Regions from separate parts of the Mus musculus genome. Here region 2 is linked to region 1. Evidence: chromatin contacts called from public Hi-C data. All regions are on one chromosome and are shown on one strand. The core of a region is the stretch at or near the end of the contact, and the rest is flanking DNA. Distances in the headings are between cores, read along the strand shown. Region 1 holds the start of Adrm1 (adhesion regulating molecule 1). Region 2 overlaps Lama5 (laminin, alpha 5).

What was found. A called contact is a pair of places that touch in the nucleus more often than the background predicts.
Region 2: a Hi-C map of differentiating embryonic stem cells shows a contact between it and region 1, with 1.8 times the contacts expected there. The contact joins the enhancer-like site here to the promoter of Adrm1 in region 1. A contact is called at or near these places in 4 of 39 promoter capture datasets (embryonic stem cells and macrophages), 1 of 15 datasets of contacts at CTCF or cohesin (the NIH/3T3 cell line), 49 of 484 Hi-C or Micro-C datasets (the 4T1 cell line, the AML12 cell line, the C2C12 cell line and 13 more), 6 of 115 datasets of contacts at active chromatin or transcription factors (embryonic stem cells, epiblast stem cells, extraembryonic endoderm stem cells and 2 more) and 4 of 9 other capture datasets (adipose tissue, embryonic stem cells, liver and 1 more).

What each region holds. Positions count from the first base shown.
Region 1 is chr2:180,166,448-180,174,020 of GRCm38.p6, reverse strand. Adrm1 (adhesion regulating molecule 1) reads right to left here and starts at 2,433. Exons shown (of 10, transcript NM_019822.3): 1 at 2,333-2,433; 2 at 1,774-1,987; 3 at 1,049-1,165; 4 at 1-111. The coding sequence starts at 1,986. It overlaps Gm29886 (a long non-coding RNA gene), which reads left to right and starts at 2,771. Exons shown (of 4, transcript XR_867152.3): 1 at 2,771-2,855; 2 at 3,238-3,513.
Region 2 is chr2:180,206,765-180,213,852 of GRCm38.p6, reverse strand. Lama5 (laminin, alpha 5) reads left to right here. Exons shown (of 79, transcript NM_001081171.2): 3 at 5,482-5,599; 4 at 6,548-6,666; 5 at 6,750-6,920; 6 at 7,031-7,088. Among named protein-coding and RNA genes, the nearest start is that of Gm52542, 14 kb to the left of the region's middle. Within about 2 kb of position 5,817, at least 26 of the 459 cell types and tissues checked have an H3K27ac peak or open chromatin away from gene starts, as enhancers often do. A contact at or near this core is called in the G1E-ER4 cell line, differentiating embryonic stem cells, embryonic fibroblasts and 2 more, where this site is marked.

The sequences.
Region 1 (7,573 bases), core at 1,184-3,683:
AAGCTCATGGCCACTACTCCCACTTGCTCCCAGTGACCCAGGCATGGGGGGGTTGTTCAGACACTCGTTGACTTTCCGGCAGTGCTCCTCATCTTGGTCAGTCTTGGGCTCCTGCCAGAGAGCATATGCAAAGAGCCAAAGCTGAGCAGTCTGCACAAGGAGCGGCTCCCTGCACCCATGTGGCCAGCTAGCCTCAATCAGCGCGCGCACACAGTGACTGGAGAGGCAGCACTACAAATGTGACAGCACAGCTCAATAGGACAGCAATGGCAACAGTGAGAAGGCCCCAGAGCCAATGATCACAATGCAAGACTGCAGTGCCTTCACTGTATGGCTCCTGGTGAGCCGTGCAGGGAACGAACTGATCCCCACCACCAGGCAAAGGGGCCACACCCCTTGTCCTCTCTGTGTTCTAGATCCTTGTGCTCAGGTGACCAGAACCCAGGCTGAGAGGAAGCCCCTCCCCTCCTGGTACTTTGCAGACAAATAGCTGCTTGTTGCCCCCTTTCACAGGATGACAATGGTAATGGCTGTGTACCCCACCCTTGAACATACCCCAAGTCTAGCCCTGACTCCAGACTGGACCCACATACCCAAGAGAGAGCCCATGTCCCATACCACAGCAGAACCACATTAACAGTATAAGAAACACAAATATGCCAATGGTCTCCAACAGGTGGCAGACTGTGGAGACTGCATTTGAGGGACACTGCAGATGTGGGTGAGATGCAGGAGCCATGACACTGAAGGGCCTCGCAACACACAGCACAGAAGAGCTTAAGTGGGGGACGTTCAACTGCTGAGAGAACAGAGGGCGTCACCTCTGGGAGCTAAAATTCGTGGCCATGGAGTAATGGAAGACCTGAGGCCCTGGAGCTGTGTGCCTACAGATAAGTCCACGAGCGGGGCTCCGGTGCCTAACCACCAGCTAGCCACCGTGGTAGGAACGCAGCCAGACCAGGCCCTCCAGGTCAGCACCTTCTAATGTGGGGAAAGTAACCCCAAGTGAATCACAAGGAAAGACAGAGTAGACCACTCTCCTGCTTACCTGCATCCAGAAGAAGAGCCGCTTGGACCCTGCCTTAAACTTGAGCACGTAGACCCTCCCACTGGGGCACTGAGGTACCCGCTTGAACTCACAGTCATCAGGAAAGATAATCAAGTCCTGGCGACACAAGGAGGACAGTCAGACGACAGATAGACAGAGGCACACAAGTGTGTACCACCAAGGCTTAGGTCCCTGAATATTTGCTGGACCCCAATAACAGGGTGGAGTCAAGAAGTCTCAGACCCCAGTGAAGACAAACAGAAGAGGGCCCAGACTGGAGGAATAGAAAAAGTGCTCTCTGAGGACCAGACGACTTAACAGAAACATTCTGGAACTGTGTTCCAAGAAGTAAAAGGTCAACCAACTCTGGCTAGCTGCTCCTAAGTGTAACAAAGAACAATGTACTTTGGGAGACAAAGAGCCCCAAGGAAAGCAGCCTCTTCAGAGCGCTAAACTACCCGAGGCTGTGGTGAGGGTCATATCTGCACACTCCTCCACAAGACTGGAAGTTTAAGGCCAGGGCTGAGGCCACCAGCCCACCCTATCACCCTGTCAGCAGGCTGTCTCTGCTAAAACCTTAAGAACCATGGTCACCACGGGGTGCATGGCTTCACAGAGTGACTGGAGCACTCTGCCAACCTTGGGACCCCTACACTAATCTATGGAAGATGAAGCCATATTCCCTGCTCTTGCCCCGCTGGCCTGTTCTGGCTACAGGCACTCACATCCTCCACGGTCCCAGAGGTCCTGTCTTTCCAACAGAAGTGAATAAGGGAGTCGTCCGTCTGCTGGATGTACACGAGACCTTTCCGTTTATCTGGGGTGACCGTAGTTCCTTTTAATGACATTTTTCCTGCCCGGAACTCCACCAAATATTTGGTAGAAGACCCCCGAGAGCCGGGCACCAGGCTTGGGAACAGAGCGCCTGAAGTCGTCATCCTGAAAAAACAGAGCGAGGCCCGTCGTTCCGCGTCGCGTGCTCAATGTCCCACCCATACGCCGGTCGGCCCGCGACTGCCCGGGAGCGGGAGCGCGCCAGGCTGCGCAAGGCCAGGGCTGTGCGCAGGGCCGAGCGCAGCCCCGCGGAGCCCCTGCTCCCGCGACGTCACTGCCCGCCCGTGCGGAGGGAGCCTCGCTGCGTCCGGCCCCGGCGCGTCTGGGGCACCGGCGGCCGGCCCGGACTGACTCGGCCCCCCGGCTGCTGCCGCGTCCCGTCCTCCCGCCGCTCGACCCAGCCTGGAGCCGCGTGCGCCTAAGCCGCCGCTGCCGCCACCGGGCCCCTACCTGGCGGTGCTCACACTCGGCCTAGGGGCACCGTCCGGGCTCGCTCTTCCTCCTCGGCGCCTGCCGGGCCTCGCCGGAAGCCCGTGCTTGGCCCGCCCCGCCGCCGCTCTCGCCGCGGATTGAGTTCCGTCAGCCGCGCGGCCGGCCCCGACCAGGTCCCGATTGGCCCTGGTCACCGTCCATCGCATCCGGCCCGCCTCCGCGCCGGCGGCCTGTTTCCGGCGGAAGCGCGGGCCAGAGCGGCCCCTATTGTTGCTGTGTCATAGGGGAGCGGCGGTGGCCCCTGGCGGCAGCGCTGGGAACAGCGCCCCGGCCTCCACGACTCGCAGAAAGGGCCCCCGCGGGGCGGCGCTGCAGAGGTCGAGACCAGGGTGATGGGCACCGGACCGTACACCAACGTGCTCGTGGGGTTGAGCTGTGACACGTACCCTGGGACGGATGTCCGCTGTTACCCATCTAGTTCTGAATGGACCTGTCTCTCTCCACACCGCAGGGAGACAGCCTGTCTGATTTGCATTATTGGGTGAGCGAGGTGTCAGGGCCCAAGACATAAAATAGTCACATGGTTTAAAAGGTAGGAGGTAGTCTCTTGACACGAGAGCGAGGAAAGTGTCAGCTTCATGTCACTTTGTGCTAATTTGACATACATTATAGGAAAGTACAAGCGGCTGCTCAGGATGGGGGAGTGGAGGTGGGGTGGAGAAGGTAGCATGGGGTTGCTCAATGCTGTAAGAACAAGTTCACAGAGCACCGCGGATGGGTGGGGTCTAAGGGCTGCTTGTAGCTAGTCAGGTAGGGTGCCACCACCTTCCTGTAGGGCAGAGGTGCTCGCAGAATGTAAAGCCCAAGAGTCCTCACAGTTTCTTTTACACACCACTTCCATTTCTTTGCTTCCTCTATGACAGCTTTAAGGCCCCAGGCCCACCCTCCAGCCCTCTCCAGGGCCAAGCAGTGCTGAATTCTCTGGCATGCTCCACAAGTTACCATCTGTGTATATGTGAAACGTGTGCGGTCTTTTTCTGAAACAAAGGTGAAAAGTAGTTTTTCTCACTTACTACTGTCTGACGCCGACACCAACGTGTTCCAGGCCAGCCTGAGCTGGAGGGAGTCCCGCCTCTAAGATGCATTTCTGTCGCCACTGTGGCTCACTCGCTTTAGTTCCTGCTTGGAATTCTGATGCAGTAAGTTCTACATGCTTGCGTCTGTCATCTTTTTGTTGGACTCTGTCCTGTGTAGTTTCCTTTTTTTAAAAGTGTGTGTCACCCATGTGGCAGTCTAAGCACAACATTCAGTAACTTGCTTCTTTACACTCTGGGTTCCTGTGATCAGACTTGGGTTACCAGACTTGCCTGGCAAACAATGTTACCTGTTGAGTCATCTCGCTGGCCCAGTTTCCAGCTTTACTACAAAAACCTTTGAATTTCGTTAGGTGTGGTGGCTCATGCCTGATAATCCCAGCCCTGAAAAGGCTGAGGCAGGAGAACTGCCAAGTGTTCAAGACCAATTTAAAAGATTTAATTGGGACTGGGGAAATGCTTCCGTGGTTAAAAGCACTGGCAGCTCTTGCAGAGGCCCCCAGGTCTGATTTCCAGCACCCATATGGCAGCTCACAACTGTCTGGAACCTCAGTTCCATGAGACCGGATGCCCTCTTCTGGCCTGTGTGAGCACCAGGCACACACACACATTGTATAGACATGCATGTAGGCAAAACACACATAAAATGTTTTAAGTCATTCTTTAAAGATTTAATTAATTTGGGAGCAGTTTGGAAAATAGAGCTGTCACTTCACTGTTATGTTCATAAACTGAAAGTTTATCTTTGCTTGTTGTCATGCTGGCTATCCAACCCAGGGCCGAAACATTCCTGGTTAATTGCTTCACCCCCACCTGGGTGTGGTGGTGCACACCTTTAATTCCAGCACTCGGAGGCAGAGGCAGGCGGATCTCTTGAGTTGGAGGCTAGCCTGATCTACAGAGTGAGTTCTAGGACAGCCAGGGCTACACAGAGAAACCCTGTCTCGTAAACTCCCCCCAAAAAAGTGCTTCACCCCCAAGTCACATTTCCAGCTCGATTTTGTAATTGGTTTTCATCTTATGTGTATGGGTGTTTTGCCTGAGTGTACATATGTACATGCTGGGTGCCTGCAAAGTCCAGAAGAGGGCTATCTGGGATCCTTAAGACTGAAGTTATAGACACATGTAAGTCACCATGTGGGTGCTGAGAACCTTAATGGGATGATGCAGCCCGGGCTGTTTAAAGCCCACATAAACAAAACTTCTTTGCAGGTGACAATTCTGTGTGGTGCTAGGCAGCCCTCATCATTTCTGAGAATCTTAGTTTCCAGAAGGCAGTGGTGGAGCCTGGTGTCAGAAGCTGACACTATAGCATGAAGCAGCCAAAGAGAAAAAGAAGAAAATCTAACCTGGTTGTGGCCCCAAGCAAATGTTACTTGCCACATATGTCAAAGCTGCTACTAGAGTCACAAAGAACCCACATTTCAAAGCCAGGAGATTGGGCTTCTGCCAGGTCATGAATGTTGAGGGCCTTGGATCCAGTATCTTCTCATGAGCCAGGAAAGCTTACAGTCCTATGGCACCTCCCATGCCTTCCTTAAGTATTCTGTAGCGGGAAGCACACCATCCTAGCTGGGTGCTGAGAAGGCTGTGTTCGTGGCCACTCCATTTGAGTGCTGCATAACGGCACAAAAAAGGCAAAGATGCTGGTCCCCACAGTTACTGCAGTTCACAAATACAGTCCTTGGAATGTCCAAACCTGTAGTAGAACCCAACAGTGGGTAGGCTGCAGTGATTACCTTGGCCCTGACCTGTGTGGACTACATTGTGGATGGTTTCTGTCTTTAGTTTCCATAAGGGAAGTCAGCCACTGGGGAGCTGACTTCGGCAGGTATGGCTTTCTCTCCATTTGTCTTATTAATAGACTTAATTCTTCAGAATAATTTTAGGTTCACCAGAGAACTGAGCAGAAAGTACAGACAGCTCACACTCCCCTGCCCCTGCCTCCCAGGCTGCACCTTCCAGGTGGGTCTATGAGAACCAGTAATGTTTCTCCCAAGTTCATGATCTTAGACATCCACAATATGCACGGGGCTCACTGGGCAGGTGCTACTCTGTTCCTCTAAATGAACACAAATCAGTTTCCAGCAGAAGACCAAGGTCAAAGCAGGGCAGTTTCGGTGTCTAGTAGGGCTATGTGGTAGGACACCTGCCTTCATAAGGGCTTAGTCCTATGCATGAGGGAGGCACCCTCAAGGCCTCCTCACCTGACAGTCCTGCCTCACAATGTTATCACAAAGTTTTGAGTTGTCCCTGGAGACAGTTAAACCAAACCAACACTGTTCACATATATTGTTTGAGACAGTCTCACTACATACCCCAGAATGGCCTCCAAATATTCAGAAGCCCCCTGAAAGCCACTGGGTAGTAAGTATACAGTACACCACACTTAGACTACGGGGCCTGGCATGTTCCCTATTCATATTGACAAACACTCCCATAACAGTGCCACAGCTCACAGCTCACCTGCACCCCAAGCCCTTCTTGCACATTTTTTCCCAAAATATCATGTTGTACTAGTGCACCGTGGCCTATGTAAAGGAACGTCTCTCAATGACAATTAAGTTCCCCCATGTCTTTTTTTTCTGACTTAAAAAAAAAGTTTTTCTTTTTTTTTTTAGTATGTAGGTGTACCATGTGCGAGTCTGCAGCAAACAACAGAGGGTGTCAGATTCCCTGGAATTAAGAGTTATCAGTTCAGTCTGGAGAGATGGCTCAGCAGTTAAGAGCACTGATTGCTCTTTTGAAGGTCTTGAGTTCAAATCCCAGCAACCACATGGTGGCTCACAACCATCATAATGAGATCTGATACCCTTTTCTGGTGTGTGTGAAAATAGCTACAGTGTACTTACATATAATAATGAAGCTTTAAAAAAAAAAGTTACCGGTTTTTGTCAGGTGCTGGGAACCAAATCATTGTCTATCACTCTAGCTTCCCACCCTTTAATGGTGGAATTGTGCCGAGGCTTGCTTGTGGAAGTCAGAGCAAAATGTCTGTAAGTTCAGGAGCTAGGTCTCTTCTTCTGCCATGTAAATACTGGATATAAAACTCGGGTCATTACGCTAGGGGGCCTTACCTGCTGAGCCAGGCCCTTTTATGGCTTGGAATCTCCTTTCCAACACTGATATTCCATGATCTGGATGCATCTCTGTTCACTTACTGAAGTTGTTCTTGGTTTCTTACAAGTACCTGTGTGTAGGTCTGTGTTGGTAAATATGAAAGCCTGTTTGTCAGCTTTGTGGTAGGACTGTATTTGGTTGGGTTTTGTTTTTGGAAACAAGGTCTCAATATGTAATTAGGGCTAGCCTTGAACCCAAGACTTTGTCTTCCCCTCCAAGCTGGGGCTACATGTGTATCACCATGGGCATGGTATGGTTAGTTTTCCTTCTTTCAATAGTCAGGGTCTGTGTAGCCCTGGCTGTCCTGGAACTCAGCAGGCTGGCCTTGAATTCTAGAATAAGGAAGAGGTGCATTTAGTTTTCTAAGTCCCTGAAGCCTGCCTCTGCATGCCCCAGTGGTGCTGAGTGCCCTGCTGTGCCAACCCTCACCATGTGTCGGCAGGTTTCTAATGCTCTACAACCTGAGCACTCCCTAGCTTCACCTGCCACTATGGTTCCTCTTTGGTGAGGTGGCAATGTTTGTGTTTGTTTTTACAGACAGTAAGCATACTATAACCATGTGACTCAGCTAGTATTTCTTAGGCATTTACCTAAGAGAGATGCAAGCTGATATACAGGCGAGGTGTATTGACTCACATGTGATATCCCAGCACTGAGGAGGCTGAGGGTAGTAGTTTCAAGCTACATGAGATGTGACCTCAAAGAAAACCAAGAGGGTCTGGGAAGATAGCTTACTTGTTAAAATGCTTGCAGAGCTAGTACCGGGGAGGGAATTCCTGCAGTTCACTGATCGTCAGCCAGTCCAGCCTAATCATGTGCTTCAGGTCCCAGAGAGACTTTCAGAAAACAGATGGATGCTCATGAGAATGACACCCAAGGCTGAAGTCTGCTCTCTGTACACAAAGTAAGTAGAGCGAAAGAGGTATCCACAGGAAACCTGTGTACAACTATCCAGGGTTCTTTACAAATGCCACAAATTTGAATCAGTCTGGTGAATGGACAAAAGGTGACAGACATCTCAGTGCTTACAGAAAAGCAAAGGAAC
Region 2 (7,088 bases), core at 4,568-7,067, 36 kb before region 1:
TTCTATTGGTTTTTTGCACAGTGACAGAGAGCAGACTAAGAGAGAAGCTGGCACCAGGGAGAGGGCATTGCTGGGCTGACCTCACCCATGTTGTTTTTTGTGTCTTTATTTTGTGGGAAGAAGGGGGAGAATTTTGGAGTTTTGGGCTCATACTTATTGAAGTGTGGTGAAGCCTTTGAAGATAAGGATGCCGAGGGCGTGGACAGTGGAAGGCCCGGTTTGTGAGATTTCAGAGGAAGCTTGAGAGTCCCTCTCAGACTCTACTGGAGTCATGCATGTGGTATTTTGAGTTAGGAATCTGTGGTTTTAGCCTGGCGTGGAGGTGTATGCCTTTAATCCCAGCACTCAGAGGTGGAGGCAGATGGATCTATGTGAGTTCGAGGTCTGTCTGATGGACCGAGAGAGTGAGTTCCAGGACAGCCAGGGCTACACTGAGAAACCATGTTTCCAAAAACTACAAGAAGAGCTTCTGTGGTTCTGGTCCTCTGGGACTGAAGTTAACAAGAAACCAGCCCCACAGATGTGAAAATTCCACCTTACCTGGGACATTTGATGCTCACTGGTTGGAGCTGAGAAATCAGCCATGATCGTTTAGGAAACAATCCGCATCACTGAGGTGAAGTCTGGGAAGCGCTCCCTCAGGGCCAGCACACAGCGGCTGCAGTCCGAGAGGCCAAGGCTCTTTCTATCTTTCTTATCTAAACGTGGTCTTTTTAGAAATGTATTTGTCTTTATTTTATGTGCATTGGTGTTTTGCCTCCTTGTATGTCTACATGAGAGCGTCAGATCTTGTAGTTATAGACGGTTGTGAGCTGCCATGTGGGTGCTGGGATTTGAACCTAGAGCCTCCCAAAGAGCAGTCAAGCAGTCAGTGCCCTTAACTGTTGAGCCATCTCTCCAGCCCCTCAAGGCTTTTCCTTAAGCTAAACTTGGTAATGTATAAGAGTCTCCTGTGGGGCTGGTGAGATGGCTCAGTGGGTAAGAGCACCCGACTGCTCTTCCAAAGGTCAGGAGTTCAAATCCCAGCAACCACATGGTGGCTCACAACCATCCGTAACGAGATCTGACTCCCTCTTCTGGAGTGTCTGAGGACAGCTACAGTGTACTTACATATAATAGATAAATAAAAAAATAAAATAAAAAAAGAGTCTCCTGCATGGTACTGGCTTTGGTGTCATAAAAGCTACAGAACTGAAGGAGTCATGGGCAGAAGCTGAGGCTTGTCGTTGCCAGGAGAGTCCACTGGTGAAGGTGCAGCCTCAGCTACAGTGGGGTCCCTAGGGTTGAAAAAGTCATGGAATGAGGTTAGAAAAGAAAGGTTAGATGGCTCAGAGGTTAAGAGCGTTGGCAGCTCTTCCAAAAGTCCTGAGATCAGTTCCCAGCAGCCACAAGGTGGCTCACAACCATCTGTAATGAGATCTGGTGCCCTCTTCTGGCTTGCAGGTGTATATACAGATAGAACACTGTATACATGATAAATAAATTTTTTTAAAAAAGCAGAAAAGAAGGGTTATGGTCTAATAGTGATGGCTTATTTGTCAAGTTGATGCAAACTTAGATGTAGAAAAAGACGAGAAAGAGGGGAATCTCAATTGAATTACCTCCCTCAGACTGGCCTGTGGGAATGTCTGTGTGACAATTTCCTGACTTATGGTTGAAGGGAGAGCCTAACCCATTATGAGTGGTGCTACTCTTAGGCAGTGGGCCTGGGTTATTTAGGAAAGGTAGCTGAGAAAGCCAGGAGGGAAGCAAGCCACTTAAAATAAGCAGCATCTTTCCCTGTCTCTGCTTCAGTTCCTGCCTCCGGTCAGTGCTTCATCGCAGTGACAGAAAGCAAGCTAATACAGCCTGGAGCAGGGGTCCCCCTTACCCACAGGGTCCCCCTTCCCCATGGGGTCCTACACACTTTAAGCCTGCTGACCTCCACCTGCTCTTGGTGAGAAGCTGGGGCAGCAACTAGCAGGAGGGATCTAACCTGCTCACACCACTGGCCTCCTTAGTTCCAGCGCTTGGAACAGATCCCAGCCTGGACGATGGCTTCTCCCCTTTCTTGTTCATCTCACACCAGTCTCCAAGACCTGTGCTGCTTTTGGGCTCTCCCTGAAGCATTTAGGAAGGAAGAGAGGTCTGAGGCTGGCCTGCCAGCTCTGTGGGCTGAGCTGGGCATGCAGGTAGATAGCAGGTGATAGGAAACCTCTAGGTGCAGGCCAAGAGTGAATGAGGAGTGTTGAGGTGTGTGTTTTTCTTGGGATGAAATCCAAGGCTTCATATATTCTTGAAAAGTTTCGTAGCATTGAGCTGCAGCCCAGTCCCAGGCAGCTAAACGGGCAAATTGTGCACCCAGTACCTTTATCCCAAGGACTTCGTTTCTGGCAGGCAGCATTCAGTACAGAAGAATAAGGAACTCTCTGCTTCATCTTACCCTTGGGCTGGGGTAGTTTGCGTACACCTGTCGGCAGAGATAAGATTGATACCTGTGGTGACAGTGAAGTTGGGGTCCCTCAGGTGAGGGGGGACCACAGCTGGTAGAGCTAGGCAGCGAGGTAGGCTGAGGAAGGTGGTGGGCGGGAGCCTGTGAAGAGAGGATGGCCCTTGGGATGTTCAGGGCAGAGGTGGTTTGTTAGTCCATCAGAGTGCTTTGCTGAGAAGGTGTCCTGTGATGGCTGAGAACTCAAGGCTGGGACTGGCCAGGCTGTGGCAATCCCAACACTTCACAAATCCAGAGTTCAAAGTATCCTCTGGACTCAGGGCAGACTCTTAACATCTGTAAGAACTAGAAGCTACTTCCAGTATAAAATAACAGTATCATTCCTTTTTAAAATTTATTTACCTATCTATTTTTTTGAGACAAGGTCTCACTATATAGCCCTGGCTGTCCTGAAACTCATTATGTAGGCCAAATTGGCCTTAGACTCACAGAGATCTGCCTGCCTCTGCCTCCCAAGTGCTGCAATTAAAAGTGTGCATCACAGGGCTGGAGAGGTGGCTCAGCGGTTAAGAGCACTGACTGCTCTTCCAAAGATCCTGAGTTCAGTTCCCAGCAACCACATGGTGGCTCACAACCATCTGTAATGGGATCTGATGCCCTCTTCTGGTGTATCTGAAGATAGTGACAGTATACTCATATACATAAAATCTTTTTAAAAAACCAAAAACCAAAAAACTGTGTGCCAGGCATGCCCTTAATCCCAGCACTTGGGAGGCAGAGGCAGGTGGATTTCTGAGTTCAAGGCCAGCCTGGTCTACAGAGTGAGTTCCAGGACAGCCAGGGCTATATAGAGAAATACTGTCTCTAAAAAACAAAAACAAACAAACAAACAAAACCCTGACATTCCTATCCTAAAAGGAAAGAATGATCAAAGCCAAAGGACAAACATTAAATCCTGTAGCTATATGCTCAACATTTGTGGCATACAGTGGCAGTCCGAGCTCTGCCATGCAGGTGGCCCTGTCCAAATGGCTTGCTGTTGGCTACATAGTTTCTCTGGGGTTGACTCCACTTGGTGCCTGTAGCATTTCTTTATAGATTTTGTAAATTCCTGACCTGGCCAATGGCTAGGTCCTTGCTATAGCTTGGGCTTCGTTTGGAACCTGACTCTGTTAGAAACCTGATGGGCTTTTTCTCAGAAATCTTGTTAGAAGCCTCTGTGACACCATAACTCCACTCCAGCAAATCTGCTACCATATAGGTGATGCCACCTTCTATCTGTCACCAGCCTGAGCAATAGGTGGGCCCCTTGTGCACAGCTACAGATACCTGAAACTGTGAGGCCATGTTCCTAGTTAGCCTTCTGCCAAGGGCAGCAGCTTTTCAGGAGAGCTGACGGTTTCACCGTGGAACCTGATGGAGTCACCTTACTGCATTGAAGGCCTCCAGGGACCTTTCTTATTTTCCAAGTGCTAATTATGTAACTTCTAATTAAAGTTGCTAGTCTCTTAATTGTATTTAAACAAGCTGCCTTTCCGCTATACTTACATCCTCTACATCTTTGCTCCGTTTTTTTTCTTCCTGATTCTGGTTGTAAATCTGACCGAAGGCAGCCAGCAATAACCATGACACAGCCTGGATGCTATGTTGACTTTTACCCCACAGCATTCATTAGTTCATTCCTTTTGAATTTAGCTTCTCTCACAATTTCTGGGCACAGGCAAAATGTGGGCAGATTCCTTCCCAGAATGACCCCAGTCTGATTTTCTATGGGATAACTGTTCTAATCTGAAACCTCATGTCTGTGTACCACATATGCATGCCTGGTGCCAGAAGAGAGTCTTGAAACTCCCAGGACCGGAGTTACAAATTTGTGAGCTTCCACGTGGGTGCTAGGAATCAAAGCTGGGTTCTCTGGAAGAGCGGCTTGTGTTCTTAAGCCTGAGCCGCCTCTCCAGCCTCCTGTCCACTTTGCTTTACTATGTTTTATGTGTATTTATTTATGTACATGTGTGTATGTGTTTGTGTGTGCATGTGGGCTGTGGTACACATGTGGAGCCTCCTTTCCTTCCATCTTCATGTTGGGCTCTGGGGATGGGAGTCAGGTTATCATGTGAGAGATGCTTTGTGCAGGGAGGTATCTCCTTGTTGGCACCATTGCCTGTATTTCTACTGAGGTCCTGGTGTTCATGCTTGCATCAGAATGGCCCAGCAAGCTCCACCTCCAGCTTCTAGACTTCTCCTTTTCTTTTTTAAAGATTTTAAAATTTAATGTTTGAGTATCTGCATGTACACCTGCGTGCCAGAAGAGGGCCCAAGATCTCATTATATATAGATGGTTGTGAGTCACCATGTGGTTGCTGGGAATTGAACTCAGGACCTCTGGAAGAGCAGCCTGTGCTCTTAACCACTGAGCCATCTCTCCAGCTCAGCTTCTAGACTTTTATAACCTACATTTCCCAATCTTCCATATTCCTTTCACACCAGTTCCAGAGTTTGGAGGCCATGTGATTTAAAGCATATGGGGACCATGTGCTTTAGTGATAGCAGCAACCTAACTACTTTGGTATCAGATTTTTTTTTTTTTCCTGAGACGGGGGTTTCTCTTTGTAATAGTCCTGGCTGTCCTGGAACTTACTATGTAGACCAGGTTGGCCTCAAACTTAGATCTTCCAGCCTCTGCCTCTCGAGGGCTGGGATTAAAGGTATGTACCTCAGTCCATGGCAACGGGAGCATGCTGTCAAAGCCTGTCGCGTCATGGTGGATAGGAACTAGGTCTTCAAGGCTCCTAGTGACCCACTTCCTTCAGTTAGGCCTCACTTCCTAAGGGTTCCACATGTCCCCACAATAGCCCACGTGTCCCCAAAATGGTGCCACCAGCTGGGACCAAGCTTTCAAAACAGGAGCCTGCTGGGGAAGACATTTCAGAGTCAAACCTGAAGATTTCGTCACAGACCTGCCTCTGCGTCGCCTGCTGTACCTCACACCTAAGAGTGCAGGAAGCTACATGGAGGGACACAGTGTCTGATGTCACACCCCCTGTCCCCTGCAGGTGTTCCATGTGGCCTATGTGCTCATCAAGTTTGCCAACTCACCTCGGCCTGACCTCTGGGTGCTGGAGCGGTCCACAGACTTCGGTCACACTTATCAGCCGTGGCAGTTCTTTGCCTGTGAGTGTCCTTAGCTGCAGGACTGGAGTCCTTGCGGTAGGCCTATAGTTGCTTCAAGGCCCCTGATGCCAAGCAAGCCCTGACCCCTGTGATGGCCTCTTTAGGGTTCATTGCTGCCAGCGCCACCTAGGGGTAGATGGGAGCTTATCGACTCCCACGCTTGACCTTGGACATAGCTGGTGTTACACTGGTGGTACCAGGAATCTTTGGGCCATTTTATGGCTCCTCTAGATAGGCTTGAGCTCAGGCGGCTCCCGTGGAAACAAAGCAGCTCTGGCAGCTGTGGGCCTACCTCCTGCCAGCTTTACTGCCTGTGGCAGGAGACAGCTGGAGTCCTTGGCAGGCCCAGCCGGCCACATGCCACCTGACCAGTTTTGTTGGCAGGGTGGGGGTACTCTGATTAGATAGGCCTGGTGACACGTCCCCCAAAACTCCCTGGCCAAGAGTAAGAGAGGGGCAACTGCAGACTGCGCCTGCAGAGAAGTTAAGGAACACCATTCTCTGGCATGTCCCAGGAAGAGGCCTGGGCATCGTGGTAGCAAAGGCTCTGCAGTCCAGTCTACATTGAGCTAGGGTTTTGTTTTAAGATTTATTTATTTTTTTAAAAAAGAGTTATATGTATACAGCATTCTGTCTGCATATATGCCTGCAGACCAGAAGAGGACACCAGATCTCATTATAGATGGTTGCGAGCCACCATGTGGTTGCTAAGAATTGAACTCAAGACCTCTGGAAGAACGGCCAGTGCTTATCTTAACCTCTGAGCTATCTCTCTAGCCCCTAGCTAGGGTTTTGCTGTCTGTTTGATAACCCCTGCTGGTCAGTAGAACGTGGGGCAGCAATCTGTGTTTCGGAGTGTGTAGGCAACACAAGGATGCTAGGCTGGGGCCCAGGATGGGAGTCTGTATCTGGCATCTGTTACTCTACCTTCTTACCCGTTTCCTGCAGCCTCCAAGAGGGATTGTTTGGAGCGGTTTGGACCTCGGACTCTAGAGCGCATCACGCAGGACGACGACGTCATCTGCACCACAGAATACTCGCGAATAGTGCCTTTGGAGAATGGCGAGGTGGGTTGCACAGCTGTGCTTGTCTGGGGGTGGTGGGTCCCTGTTGTTTCTGAGCCTGGCCTCATCTACCACACCTTCTGCAGATTGTGGTGTCCTTGGTAAATGGGCGCCCTGGGGCCTTGAACTTCTCCTACTCACCGTTACTTCGAGACTTCACCAAAGCCACCAACATCCGCTTGCGGTTTCTGCGAACCAACACGCTACTGGGCCACCTCATGGGCAAGGCGCTGCGGGACCCCACAGTCACCCGCAGGGTGAGCACGTGGGTGTGACTGGAGACTTGTAGAAGCTCTGGGGGAGAGGGGGTGGGTTGGTGTAGGTGGCATGGTCAGGTGACACCTAATGCTCATGGCTTCCACTGTAGTATTATTACAGCATCAAAGACATCAGCATTGGTGGGCGCTGTGTCTGTCATGGCCACG